2 separate regions of the Zea mays genome follow, and region 1 is linked to region 2. Evidence: chromatin contacts called from public Hi-C data. All regions are on one chromosome and are shown on one strand. The core of a region is the stretch at or near the end of the contact, and the rest is flanking DNA. Distances in the headings are between cores, read along the strand shown. Region 1 overlaps LOC100502254. Region 2 holds the start of LOC100276388.

Evidence for each region. Hi-C and Micro-C count contacts between places; a contact is called where the count stands out from the background.
Region 1: a Hi-C map of endosperm shows a contact between it and region 2, with 2.1 times the contacts expected there. The contact joins the enhancer-like site here to the promoter of LOC100276388 in region 2. A contact is called at or near these places in 3 of 25 Hi-C or Micro-C datasets (endosperm, leaf and tassel).

What each region holds. Positions count from the first base shown.
Region 1 is chr3:221,169,840-221,172,539 of Zm-B73-REFERENCE-NAM-5.0, reverse strand. LOC100502254 reads left to right here. Exons shown (of 6, transcript NM_001366996.1): 6 at 75-409. The coding sequence ends at 173. Among protein-coding and RNA genes, the nearest start is that of LOC100502254, 10 kb to the left of the region's middle. Within about 2 kb of position 1,374, at least 6 of the 20 cell types and tissues checked have an H3K27ac peak or open chromatin away from gene starts, as enhancers often do. A contact at or near this core is called in endosperm and tassel, where this site is marked.
Region 2 is chr3:220,999,300-221,001,999 of Zm-B73-REFERENCE-NAM-5.0, reverse strand. It overlaps LOC100276388, which reads left to right and starts at 1,342. Exons shown (of 1, transcript NM_001150193.2): 1 at 1,342-2,680. The coding sequence starts at 1,412. The coding sequence ends at 2,206.

The DNA of each region.
Region 1 (2,700 bases), core at 125-2,624, 170 kb before region 2:
CTCTGTACTTATTAATGACATAAATTTTTTAGGTCAATATTATTCCTAATTTGAAAGCAATTGTCTTGTCCCAGGTGATTGATTATTACTCTAAGAAGGGCTTGGTGGTAAATCTGCCTGCGGAGAAACCACCAAAGGAAGTGACTGCTGAGGTGCTGAAAGCCCTCTCATGATGAAATGCCCCTTTTTCTGAGTTTATTCAGGTTAAGCATGATATGTACCGAAATCCCTTTGTCTGGGTTTCTTCACACCAGCATCATGCAGTTTCCTTTTTGTGCGATTACACCATTTTATCATAGCTTTGACAAGCTCGGTAACTGTCTGAATAATCTGTTTTGAATGAGAGAAGTTGTTTTTCAGTACCAATACTGAGATGATTACATCAATTCACGTTTGGGAAATTTTCCTTACTAAACTTGTTCCAGTTCTTACATCAATGCTATGTTACTGGCTATGGTAATAATCAATTAATCAGCAAAAACCCTGATATTCTGATCGCCCAGCACCTTCGTCTGTTGAGTGGTATTGATATGCCACGAGGTAAAAAAAGAACGCTTTTCATGGGCTGGGCTTGGACGGACGGACCAATGCACGACCCATGTGAAAAATAATTAATAAAATATTTAATCAATTAGATGTGCTGCTTTAAGATCCGTGCACTTTTTTTTTAAAAAAAAGAGTATTGGATCAGTTCGCCCTACTTATTTGTATTCGCTTGCCAAATTGTCCATGTTCTTAGAGCCCCTTTGACAGGGCTTCTTAGCACTAGCTTCACGTTTTTTCTCATAAGTCGTAGGAAATAGCTTTTACTAAAAAGCACTTCTCTCCCTTTATTGAATGCTGAAGCCAAAATAATTGGCTCGCCCTGCTTTGGCTCACGTTACTTTTGCAAATATCGCCTCCCACAAAATCAATCAAGATCTCAAACGTTATTCTCTTTCTTCTTTTTTTCTCTCGAGAAATTTACTATTTTGACACTCTCAGTTTTGACTTTCTGTTATTATATCATCATGTCTATAACGGATGAAACTATATGATTTATGTGTCTGATGATATATTGAGGAAACCCATAAATAATTTCTATATTACAAAGCCGGTTCAAACCGTGGCAGCTAAGGCTATCCATGTCATCGGAATTTCTCCTATACGCTTGATCACGAATCAATGTCTCACGTGTGTCCCCCTGCTACTTCTGCCTTTAGAAACTTCCAACAGACGCATCAAAGCTCTCCACGTAAATATCTTTTTTTTCTGGCATTTCGATCCCAAAACTGACGGCATCGCCGTCGCGGAGCGACCCGGTCTCCATTGTACATGACGCTTCCAGATGACTCCTCTGCTCTGCCTCAAACGACGTCGCGCCACCAGGTGCCCCCCTGGCGGCCTTCTCCCAGACCATGGGTGACGATGTCGTGGGGAGCTGCGCCATCACAAAGAGGCACGGCTCCACACTGCCAAGATCCTCAGCCCCCTTCCCCTGCTCCCCCGCAAATGATGTCGTGCCGTCAGGTGAGCCCGCCCTCCCTCCCCTCTCTCTCCCTGGCACACGGCCATGGCAACCTTCTCCCGGACCACGGGCGACGACGCCGTGGGGAACTGTGCCATCGCGAAGAGGCTTGCGCGGCCGAGCACCGCCAGCACGCTCCGCTCCTCCCTGCGCAGTGTGTTATCATCTATCGATGCCTAGATTTGGGAGGTTTCTGTGCGTGCACATCAAGATTCCAACTGACGCGTCTTGTTTTTTTCCTGGATTCTGCTGGGCAACTGACCGCGTTGGCTACAATTAGTAGTATCCGATCCCTTCTTTAGTATTATAATATAGAAATTTTGCAATATGACCATTGAGATGAACCAAAGGTTGGCGATTCTAAACACAGCCTGTGAAATTTTCTACATGTTGCTTGCTATAATTATTGTTTGCAAATTCACTTTCAGGATATATTCACAGAGTTGGTCGTACCGCACATGTTGAGGAAGGCAAATGAAGTGCATTGCTGTTCTTACTACCAGTTTCTTGACCGGCCACTGCCCCTATACTAAATTAAGAGAAATCACACATTTATTGGTTGTTTGCAGGTGACCAATGTTACTCTAACAGAATACGAGTTTAATCAGAAGAATGTGCCACATTTGTAATTGTAAGTACCCCTTTCAATATACCTGAATTATCCTAGCCCCCTTTTGTCATATATTGTCATATATATTCAATTTGAGCCACTAAACAGGAAAACATTGTTGGTGATTACTTCCCGCCGAAGAAGCCTACAGATTCTACGTTTTGGCATACAACTTTCACGCTAAGAAAGACATCTTTTATATCCATCAACTTCAACTTGATCTACAGGTAAATGTCTTGCAAAGTTTACATTAACTGCACATCTAATATTACCTAAAAGTTCAGCTTATTCCTTACTGCCAACCTAGCGGATAACACAAATATTACTTAAATGCTGAAATTTTATATATTCTGTTTTGCATCACTAATATATATATATATATATATATATATATATATATATTCTGTCTTGCAGCAATGTAAGGAGAATGAGCATGAGCTAATTGGTCACTATCACTCAGTTTAAAACAACTTAGTGACCTCTATTTGCATATGGATCGACAGGTTGTCGATACTAAGCATAATAGCTAAACGTGAAAAACTTTTTCAGACTATTTGTGTTGTAATCAAATGACATCTTCGGA
Region 2 (2,700 bases), core at 93-2,592:
GATAGGCTTCCGAAAAAGAAAATGCACCTTGTTGATATGAGTACTCTACTAATTCTATTAAGCCTTTAGACAGAATATCACCATCCCCAAGGCCAGGATATCACATTTGCTGCGAAGAAGACGACCATCTGTGCCATCGCGGACGATTTAGGATGGCTACAAGGAAGATTTCTCCCTCACTAGGTCAACAAGATAGGCCTAAAAAATTAGTAGGGCAGAGATAGGGAAGAAACTATGTCCGTAAAGTTTTGTTGGGGATCGGATAAAAAACTCTAATGTGTATTTGTGTAATTTATGATTTGAGAGAGTATATTATTATTATTATTATTAAGTTAAAGTAATTGTGACTTGTGAGTTTTGATTTGTATTATAAGGTTGTTACTTGTTTTAGATTTATTTTTGTCTTGTGTCTTTCATAATTTATATATTTATAATTGTTATCTTGTCGTGAATATTTTTTATTATAGTATTTTCTAAGAGGCCCCGAAATAGGGAACAAGGATCCACGAGGGTGGAGATGGAGATAAGTTTGTGCTCGTTAAGTTAAACGAGGTAGAGACAGAATAAATTTTGGGGAACGAGACGATCTCTTCTGCCCTGTTGCCATCCCTTGTGTTTGGTTGTAGGCTAGTTGAAGGTAGTCGTAGATTGCTACGTTCTCCGACGTCAACTCTCGTCCGTCCAATTTTAACAAACACGTGTGGATATTGGAATAATAATGTTCCAACTATTGACTTACATAGATCGTGCAACCACAAACACACCCCATCCCTGTTTTGGAAAGAGTACCCAATGATATGTTTTACCCTTATCAATCATCGATGAGCCTTCTCAGTTCCTTTCATCGGCTTTACAACAAAAAAAAAATGACACCACGTTTACGTAAAGTTTATTGGAGCCAGCCGACTCGGCGGCCAATCTACAGCTGACCGGATTAACAATAACAGTCGCTTGTTTCTCAAGCAAGCAAGCACGATCTCGGCAAATCCCACGGACAGAGGACCTTTCGAGAGATCTCCCAAAATCATGTGTAAACCCAGGAAAAAGTAGCAAGAACTCGGTACACGCACACGGAACGCAACCAGCGGGCAGCCTAGCGCAAGAGATAAACGAACCCCGCGTCCGCGTGCATCACGACTGACGTGTAGCGCACCCGAGCCACGAGGGCGTGCGCGTTTCTCCCAAATTCCCCAGCCCAAGCTAAAAAACAGAGCAGACGCCAGACGCCAGACGCCCCAGACGCCAGACGCCAGACGGGCGCCGCGAGTCAGAGCCCTTCTAGAAGGTCGCCTCGCTACCCGGTTCCCCTATATAAACGCCGTTCCCATCTCGCTAACCGACTAGCAGTTGTTCCCCTTTTCCCTCCCCACGCCGAACGCACCCGATCGCAAACAAAGCGAGCAGCAGAAACATGCGAGACATGCCGGTTGTCCGCCGCCAGGAACCCACCGTCGTCAGGACGGAGGACGACGTGGTTTCCGGCGGTGAGGACTCGGACGGCGAGTTCGAGTTCCCCTCCGTGAGCCGGGAGTCCGCGGCGGGCGTTGGCGGCGCCGCGTCTGCCGACGAGCTCTTCGCGGGCGGCCACGCCCGGGCGTTCTACCCGGTGTTTGGCCGAGTGCTGGACGAGGCCGCAGCGCCGGCACCGAGGGCGCCACTAGGGCGGCTGTTCCAGCTGGAGCAGGCGCGGACCTCGTCCGTCGCGTCCACGTCCTCCTCCTCCTCATCATCATCGGCGTCGACGGCGGCGGGCACGGGCGCGGACCTCGACGGCGTCGGCGCGTCGCCGGACAGCTACTGCGTCTGGACGCCCGGGTCGTCGCCGGCGTCCTCGCCCTCGCGGCCGCCGCGGAAGAGCGGGTCCACGGGCTCCATCGCGCGGTGGCGCCGCATCGGTGAGCTCGTCGTCGGCCGCAGCCGCAGCGACGGCAAGGACAAGTTCCTCTTCCTCTCGGCGCCGCCGTCCCCGGCCAGGGACAGGGAGCACGCCCCCGCCTCCAAGGCCAAGGCCAAGCTGCCGCCCAAAGGAAGCAAAGCCGCCGCAACCGAGCTAGACACGGTCTCCGCGGGCCGCCGGTTGTCATATGGCGGCGGCGGCGCCAAGGCCTCCACCGGCGGCCGGCGCACGTTCCTGCCGTACCGGCAGGACCTCGTGGGGCTGTTCGCCAGCGTGCACGGGCTCAGCAGGAGCCCACACCCGTTGTGAGCCGGTGAGCCACGACCACGACGCGCCGTGGAGGACCCGTTCCAAACAGTGAGACTTCAGGTTTGAAATCGGGATTTGAAATTTCAGACATTTGACTTGGAGATCTCCTGCGAGCCGAGTCAAAAAGACAAGGTGTGAAGTCAGAGAAAGCAGGGGAAATGTGAGCCTTCCTTTCAGGATTCGGCTCGGAATCGTGCTCTGCAGTCGGTGGCTAACCACCTGCCATGCGATTTGTGTAGGCGGGTACACATATACTACGACAAATTGGACAAGAAGTTTACATGTGATTGTTCGTATATGTTGGTATATATGTAGCTGTGTACATACTGTACATTGTATAGTATTGCAATTTAGGTATACAGGAGTAGGTGTTTGCGAGGAATTCAGAATTCCTCGTTTGCATTCTACAGTTTCGTTTATCTGCGTGTTGTCGCATCTCTAATGTCTAATCTAACTAATTGCTTTTCTGCCTAATTAGCAAGTTCTCTTGTGCT